Regions from separate parts of the Gossypium hirsutum genome. Here region 2 is linked to region 1. The links are chromatin contacts, called in public Hi-C maps. All regions are on one chromosome and are shown on one strand. The core of a region is the stretch at or near the end of the contact, and the rest is flanking DNA. Distances in the headings are between cores, read along the strand shown.

Evidence for each region. Hi-C and Micro-C count contacts between places; a contact is called where the count stands out from the background.
Region 2: a Hi-C map of leaf shows a contact between it and region 1, with 1.9 times the contacts expected there. The contact joins the enhancer-like site here to the promoter of LOC107956748 in region 1. A contact is called at or near these places in 2 of 34 Hi-C or Micro-C datasets (leaf and petal).

Annotation. Positions count from the first base shown.
Region 1 is chrD07:37,002,838-37,007,423 of Gossypium_hirsutum_v2.1, reverse strand. LOC107956748 reads right to left here and starts at 2,022. Exons shown (of 1, transcript XM_016892288.2): 1 at 1,308-2,022. The coding sequence starts at 1,905. The coding sequence ends at 1,489. LOC107954704 (cytochrome b-c1 complex subunit Rieske-4, mitochondrial) reads left to right here and starts at 2,509. Exons shown (of 3, transcript XM_016890340.2): 1 at 2,509-2,899; 2 at 3,358-3,502.
Region 2 is chrD07:37,131,727-37,136,312 of Gossypium_hirsutum_v2.1, reverse strand. No RefSeq gene overlaps it. Among protein-coding and RNA genes, the nearest start is that of LOC121219631, 16 kb to the right of the region's middle. Within about 2 kb of position 2,477, at least 1 of the 9 cell types and tissues checked has an H3K27ac peak or open chromatin away from gene starts, as enhancers often do.

The DNA.
Region 1 (4,586 bases), core at 773-3,272:
AGGGTCAAAATAAAAATAAAATATATCTTTTTTATCTTCATTTAAAATCCAGATGTTTTACCTTCATTGATTTTTTTTTCCTTTTCATTTTCCTTCCTTTCACAAAAGAACCTAAGATAAATAATGGCATAAGTGCCATTTGCTTTTTATAAATAATGTCAATAAACACATATTAATATTTTCTAAACGAATTTTTGCATGTATTACTAATTTTTTACACAATTTAACCCAAAACAATTAAAATTTTAATCTTACTATTCAATGATTTAAAATTTTTTATATAAATATTTTTGCACAAAAACTTGGTGTTTATACCACTAATTAGTTACTCTTTTTAGTTATGACAGTGTTGAAAACAATTTTTTATCCATTTTTTAATTCACGCGATTTTTTTAGGTTTCCATTTCAATACTGTTATTCAATTTTGAAATATATGTTTTATATATTTTTTTACTTATTTAGGATTTACAAAATCGACTTTTTATCTTATTGTGTAGTAATTTCGTACTTAAATTATTGGTGAAATCTTAAATTAATTAATACAAATTTTAAACCAATCTAATATATATTTTATATTACAATATCCTTAGGTTTTAGATGTGTTCATACTATAAAAATTTGACATATGGCAAGGAAAGAAAGAAAATATATGTAGAGGAAAATTTCCAACATAAACCCCTCCACATTTTTAAATAATTTTCAATGGTATTCTGCAAGTTATATTTTCATAATAAGTCTTTCCAATTTACTTATATTTAAAATTTCAACTTACAATTTTACATAATAAACCATTATAAATGTTAAAATTGTTTAAACAAATCTTTTTATGTTAATCACTTTTTTTACAAATTAAATACACTATTAAGATAAAATTTCACTAATTAATAATTAATATTAAATTAGAAACTATATATTAAAATAGAATTTCACATAATTTACTATTTTACTATTTATATTTTAAAAATTATTTCAAAAAAATTATTTACTTAAACTCAGTTTAATAACAATCATAATCTTATTAAAATTAAACTTATATATTATTATATTTTAATTTCGTGATCAAATTTAACAATTTTTATGAAAAATTTTAAAAAATAATTTAATTTAATTAATACATACAATTAATCCATGCTGGATAAAAGAAACTAATTATGTAATATAATTTAGTTAATATATTTTTTTTACATTATTCATGTTTGGGGTTTGTAATTGTTTGTACAAATTTTAAACATTTTATCTCCGAATACAATAAACAAATTTTTGCATTTAAACATCCAACCTTAAATTAATCGGCAATAAACCAAAAATCTCAAAACTACAAACAATTTTGCATTTAAACGATGACGAAGCATAACACTGCTTTAACAAAATTTGCAAAGCTGAAAAAGATGGATGCAGATTCAAACTCAAAATCTCTAATTATTAAAGAAAGCAAAACAAAATATGAGTTGTTGCAAGACGTGAGGATTTAGACGTTTTTGAAGAGATTCAAGCAGCAATTAGTTTGGTGGATTCATGCTCAACTGCAATCTTCAATAGGCTGCCTTCTTCCAACACCATTTGAACAGGCAAAAAACCCATCCCATTAGCCATGGCAAGCATCATCCGCTTGGTCTCCAACTTGAACTCCTCTAAATCCACCGTCCCATTGGAGTCGTGATCGAACTGCTCGAACAGTGATTCGTAAACGTGAGCGAGTTCCTTTGGGTCCGTTTTAATGTCGATGCCGAAGTGAGTTTCGAGCACCCTGAGACTCTGCAAATCCTTGGACAACTCCGTGTAAGACAGTAGCCCATCATGGTTGGTGTCCAGGTGAGCAAATCGCTCTCGTATTGAGATGTTGAATGCTTCTTCATCTTCAACGAAGTTAACAATGGTGGCACAGTCTAACACTTCCACACTCATCCTTTCAATCTCTTTAATTGGATTACCAATATCAGAATTGGCAACTTTGAACAATACAAGAAATGTTTATGAAATTATTGATTAGGAAAGTTGGATGTTAAGCATTATTTATAGTTGACACTTGACACCCATTGGCCATCCAGTTATTGTTCCTCAGATTTTAGTCAAAATATGCTGGCTAATATCAAATAGTAGTTTCCACTTTCCGGCCAGTCGATTTTCTTTGCCACGGTTTCATTTTTCTGTTGCATCTAGCATTACTTATATGAGTATGTGAAGAAAATTATAAATATTGAAATTTGAATCTTATATTTCTTAAATATTATTTTTTAACTATAATTGTCTAGAATTTAATTTTTTTTAACATTAATCAAAATTTCACTTTCTATCAAGGAAATAAATCAAGGGATCCAAAGAATGATTTGTTTATTGAGTTTTAATTTAAGTTTGTGGGCAAGTAAGGGTTTTGTACAAGAGAAAAGAATTGGTGTCGTCTTTCGGTTTCTTAAAGCTAAATCATCCAATGGGCTCACTTAGTGTAGAATCAAGAAAAGCAAGGAATATTCGTTATAAGGAGAGAAATGAAATTCCACGCTTCAGCTTTCCCTTTACGCATCCTTTATGTTACACTTACAACATGTTTGGTTGGGGAATAGGAATGCATTTCCCCCCAATTCGGTGGGCCCATCACCAAACGTTAGTTTGGTTGGCTGTAATGGCATTACAGCCTGAATCCATTCCAGCTCTATTACGGAAAATGTTGAATAGGCATTCCCTTCCTTCACCACTGAATAGCCATTCCATTCCACGGGAGTAATTTTTTTTCCCATTTTTATTTTTTGCCCTCAGCTTCATCTTCTCCTTTCCTTTCCATCTCTGCGTTTCCCTTTTTTCCTTCTTATTTCCCTTCATATTATTTCCCTTTTTTCCTTCTTATTTCCCCATCTGCTGCTATTGTTTCTGTTCGCCTTCAGCATTCGGCTTGGTTTCTCAAGTAAGCATTTTTTTATTCTTTTTATTCATCTTTACTGTTTCTGTTCGCCTTCAGCATTCGGCTTGGTCTTCAGCATTCTGCACGGCGGCTGCTGCTACTATTTCTGTTAGACCTTTTATTTTCTAGGGTTTCTGTGACTTAAAATGAAATAGCTGTCTCGTATTTTTCATTATTTTACTTTTCTGTTACTCACGTTTGGGTACTTAGAAACTGGAGAAAAAGATGACAAACTTTTTTTTGGGTGTTCTTTTCGCTTAAGTAAATGCAATTTTTGAGTTAGAGTTTTTATTTCTGGAAATGTTAGGCAGTCCCCTTCTCTTCATTTTATCAGGAACCAAAAAAAGTTTTAATTTTGCTATATACATGGGGTAGGGTTCTCCCTTTTTTCCCTTAAGGGTTAATTTTTTTCACTATTTTTTAATCTATTTTCCTTTGTGTTTGAATTGTTATATATTTAGGGGAACTTTTCCGGTGGAGCAAGGGGATATTCACAAACGTTGGAAATTGGTCAGTACGAGATTGAAGGATTTTCATAAGTGTATTGTGCTTCCCATTGGCAGCCTATCCATTGGACTTTGCAGGCATCGTGCAATCCTCTTTAAGGTGCCAAAACATAGCCTTTTTTTGTTGGTCTAGCTTATCATCTAAAATATTTATCATCTCAAATATTCATTGTTTTGTTTTTGGCAACGACTAAAACTTTGAAAAGGAAGTTCAAAGTTCAATTGGCCTAGAAGTAACTGCTAGTAAATGCTAGGATGTAGAATAGTAAGGCAGATTGTGCTGGGGTAGAAGTTTGGGAACTTTTTGAGTGATCCTTGTTTGAGAAGGGTTCTTCATATATGATCTTATTTACCCTATATGTTTGTTTCTCTTATTCTCTTTTCTTTGGTCTGAAATTCTTCTGGAATGAAAAGCATTTTCTTTGTGGGTGTATATATATTGTATGTATTTTTGAAGGTCTGGATTGGATAAGTTTTCTTTTATTTTGACTGTAAGTGAGTGTTTCAAAATTTGTGTTATTGGAAATGACTCTCTTGTATAAGTTTCCGTTTCTCTTAATTCTCTTTTCTTTGGTGAGTGGATGTTATTACAACAGTTTTGTCTTATAGTTTAAAGCGAGAGACATGGAGGAAAATGCTTTACTATTAAGTTGTGGAATTATAATGCTTTACTATTAGACTGAAATGCTTTACTATTAAGTTGTGCAATTTTGCCGGGCTTCATTGCCCCGCATCTTGGTGTCCCCAAGAAAAATGAATTTCCTAGTGGTTATCATCACCAAGTTGTGTAAATTGTCTAGTCATTTAAGCAGGCTTGAAGCACAAAAGATACAAAGTAAAACAATGTTGATATACATATTTTAGTGCCCATAATTCTTCTTTTTATTTTGGAAGCTTAACATATATCATTACTTATTAATATTTATGATGATTATTATAACAACTTTAGTTTAAAAGCGTTTTGATGGATGACCTTAAAAATGATCATAATAAAAAAATAGTCATATGGGTTACTTTTTGGAGCATACTAGACCCAATCAATTATGTCCAAAAAGGAAAGCCGAATGCTAATAATGAGATGTTTATTTTGAATCAGTTGTTCTTGTGTGAAGATAACCATTCATTTATGCTTTTATTGAATTAAAAAGCCACATTGTGTTTATTCATGATAATGGAAATACAAG
Region 2 (4,586 bases), core at 1,228-3,727, 130 kb before region 1:
GGATTAAATCGAAACCATAATGAATTTTAGGGATAAATAAATAAAACAGTAAAAAACGGTCAGATTAAAAATTTAGTAAAGTGTAGGGACCAAAAGGGGAAATAACCCAAACCTAGTACACGTCATTCCCCAAAGGGTCGATAGTCTGGGGACTAAGATGAAACAATTCAAAATTAAGTGGTATAATTTTAAAAAAGGAAACAGAACAAAATTAGGACCACTTTGAAAAACCCTTAAAGGCGGAAGGACTTAGCAGAAAATTAGCCCCTCCCTTCAAAAACACGCGGATTTTAGGAGGGGTCGGGTCGAATTTCGGGTCGTCCCTTAAACAATGTCGTTTTGGGTGCCTGGAAGTCAAACCCAAAACGGTGTCGTATTAGACACTTATACAAGTAAAAAAAATAGAGAATAAAAAATCATTTGAGTTTAGTTTTTGTAAAAAAAAAAATTCTTTCTTCCCTTTGTCTTTGAAATGTCCCCTCCGTCCAGCCCTAGTGCAGTTGGTCTCTGCCACGGCCATCGGTCATCGGCGGCGAAGGCCGCCGCCTCCGGTGGCCGGAGTACCAAAATTTTTTTTCCTTTTGGACCCTTTGACGTATAGACCGCGGATCTAGGGTAAAAAAAACCCCTAAAATGCCGTCCAAAAAAGAAAAAAAATAAACCTTTTAGTTTCAATCTTTTTCGACAAGGCCCTCGTTGAATCCCACTGGATTCGAAGACCTTTCAAATCGGCGAAGACCACCGTGGTGATAGTGACCGATAAATAGGTAAAAACCTTTTCTTTTTTTGTTTTTGTTTTTTTTGTTTTTTCTTTTTATGTTTGCTTCGAATAAAAAGAACAAAAAAATTATTTTTTAGAACTCTATTCTTTTTTGAATTCGATTTCTCAGTGTAAAAAATCACATAGGATTTTTGTTTGGCTTTTATAGCCAAATCAAAATACAAATATATTGTCTTTTTTTCTTTGTTTTTGTTTTTTTTCCTTTTTGCTTGTTCACTATTTTTGTTTTCCTGTCTTTTGCTTTTTTGTCTTCTTGCTCTTTTACAAGTGGTGGTGGTAGAGGGCGAAGTCAACGGCGGTAGTGGCAGAGGAAGTGTCAAATGGCACGCCTGCCGACGTGACGAGACCACGGTGCGAGAGGGATTAGGATTTTTAAAAATTTTTAAGTTTTGGGCTTTTGAGTTTTTTTGTATTCGGGCTTGGGTGTATTGGGTTCAGTTAGCAGGTTTGGGTTGGGGTTTGTGTTCTTGTAAATAGACTTAGTATTAATGGACTTTTTATTTTATTTATTTATTTTTTGGTTTTTGTTTGGGCTAGATGAAATTGAGCTTCTACATATATTACCCATAAAACTTTTATTTTTATCATTTTAATCAAAATAATTCTAATATTTATATGAAATTTTAATAGGTATATTTGTTATATAATTTTTTATCCGAAAAATTTAATTTATTGTAAAATTTTTATCCATTAGTAGTTTGTTTTCTTCCCAGGTTTAGCTGGAGTCTCTGTTTACCGTATATAATATTTATAATTAACTTTACATAAAAATATGTTTTAGCTAAACAGTAATTCGACTCACTTCATGGTATATATTTTAACTACAAAAGAAATAATATTTTAGGAACTGTATTTTATTCTATATAATAAGATATATTTTTTACACTACTTTCTAAATCTATTTCATATTATTGTCCACAATCTCTTCATCTATTACCAATACTGTGGTATGAAAATTTGAATTTAACTTTAGTAATTTCATTTTGATCATTAATATTATATTATTATATATATAAAAATTATGTAATAAATATATTTATTAAAAAATTATATAATAAATAAAGTTTTGATTGAGATGATTAAATTAAAGATTTTAAATTTATATGTTTTTTTTTCAAAATTTATGTAATTATTCATTTATTTATAAAAATATAATAAATAATTTTACAAAATGAATTATTTTAATTATTTATTAATTACTTGTCGTGTACTAATTTAGTTAGATATTCAAGAATTAAAACAGAGAACAACTTTTTTTTCGCCTAACAAAAGGGTATTTATTTATTTTATTTTAAAATCTACAAAACTCAACTAACCCATAAATAAAGCCGAAAAAACAACATGCAATCGGAAGAACTAAAGTAAAAAAAACCCTTCAAACATGAGAAAAATAATAAAAGAAAAATGGAAATACTAGTAACTTAAAGATGCCAACTGAAAACATTTTAGAACCATGGGTAGAGCTTCTAAAGAAGCTTGGATTGGAGAAAAGGAAACAATGGATCACTAACTTCAGCAGCAGCAGCAGCAGCAGCAAGCCATAGAGTTATTTTCCAACTATAATCATCTCGGATGAAATCTTCTTGTTGTCGACAACCTTGTAAGTATCGTCGAAATCATCCTCATCTTCTGGCACATCAGCACATGATCGTTGGCTTTCGTCGGGGTTGTCGAGGTTGCAGCCATCGCCATTTAACCAAGAAGGATCCGAGGATTAGTGTTATGAAGATGAAAATAATCATTCTTCTAGGTACGGCCATTAGGTTGTTTTGCTTTTATTGGTTGTTTTAAATGTAGGACAAAAGATGATTAGTTGATTTTTCTGATATTGCAGTGATGGTAAAGTGGTGAATCCAAACTGTGTTCGGCAATGGAGATTTAAAGAAAGCTTTGAGCTACCATAAGGAGTAGTTACTAATTTATAAGTCTATGGCCTTCAGCAGTTGGCAGTTGCTACAATTGAGTTGAGCTAGTCTTATGGTAGACTTGCCAAATTTTAAGCAAAATATCATTTCAAACAAAAACAGAAATATTTTCTTATTATAAAAATATCTAAATAATAAAATAAAAATATTATTAACAGTCATCTTATGGTCGAGTCCAAAAAATCCTCACAAATCATGCAACCTGCTAACAAAGTGTTTTACTTTATTTATATAATTATCTAATAATTAAAAAATTCAAAGTTTTAGTATTTAAAATTAGTTTTTCACAACCAAAATTACAATCTTAATCATAAAACAAACAAACAACTAATTAAGTACAGAATTTGAAACTGAGTTGGAAGATTGGCTGATAAATTACTTCGGGCAAATTACACATAAAAGTCCTATTTTTTAAAATTTATCAAAATGGACCCAGTATTTTATTATTTACCAGAATGAGCCATTTTCTCCGAAATCGTGTCCACGTCAGCACGATGTCAGGGAATGTGTCAGCAAATCGTGTCCACGTCAGCGCGATTACTTACGTGGCAACAAATCACGTCCACGTAAGCGCGATTTGCTGACGTGGAAGCAATAATTCATGAACAGTTTATGTTTTTTAGCTTGGAAAACTTTGAAAGGCCATAACTTTTGGCTTGATTGTCCGATTGAGACGATTTTTTTGTGATTTCGAATAACTTTTCGAGATCTACGCGCTGACAAACAGCCGAAGGCGGTTTGCCGCAGTTTTCGTCGAAAAAAATCCTTTTTTGCCTCTAAATTTTGATTTTTTCGGTTTAAAATTGAATTTTGAAACATTCAAATCATTATTTTCCTTATTTATTTGAAGTAAACACCGGAATTTTTTACAGAATTGTTGTATTATTTTTTCTGATTTGACACGTGTATGGAATAGGTCCGATAAATCATTAGAACATAAGTAATATAATTAAGATAACAACGTTTTTATAATATATCAATTAATTAGTTTAGTTTAGTTGGTTTAGATGCTTGCTCTTTTCCCTTAGTACCTTGGTTTGAATCTTCTTGCCAATAAATTTGAATCTTTTTTGTACTTGTTGCATTTATTTATTTTTAATCAATTAACTTTTCAATATTACATTAATATATATTACTAGTACAATAGTATAGACGGATTGACAATTTGAGCTACAATATTATGAATATTAACTACAATACATAATTTGAGCTACAATATTATGAATATTAACTACAATACATAATTTGAGCTACATATTACAGTAATACATTAATATGTATTATTAGGGGCAAAATACCAAAAAAAGGGATAAAGTACACATAAAAAGGGGGGATTTATACCTTTTTTTTTGGACCGTTGGGTACTGTTCACGCATGGGCCGAAATCACATCCACGTCAGCGTGAGTTGCTGACGCGGACGCGATTTCACGGAAAATAGACCATTCCGGTAAATAATTAAATAATTAGCCCATTTCGATAATTTTTTTTAAAAAAAAAACTTTTATTGATAAATTGCCCTCATATTTTAGGTTTTTTTTAACACAATTTTTATTATTTAAAAAATGGTTCACATTTTTATTTGTGCAAGGTAAAAGCACCACATCTATCATCATGACACGTGGTGATACTTTTTGTATACTAAAATATTTTTTAGAGATTAAAAAAATAATAAATGTAGGTTGAATTTGCCACGTAAGAGGAGGAGTTCAACATGAAGGTAACATGTGTTCCAACAGGGGGTTTTAAATTTAATGTTCTATAAAATAAAATAAAATAAAAAATCAAAATAGTGAGTTTAGCCGGAAATCAACATAAGATTATAAGTAAACAAAACTCAATTCTATTTGAAAAAAATTAAAAAATTTAAATTTCGATTTAA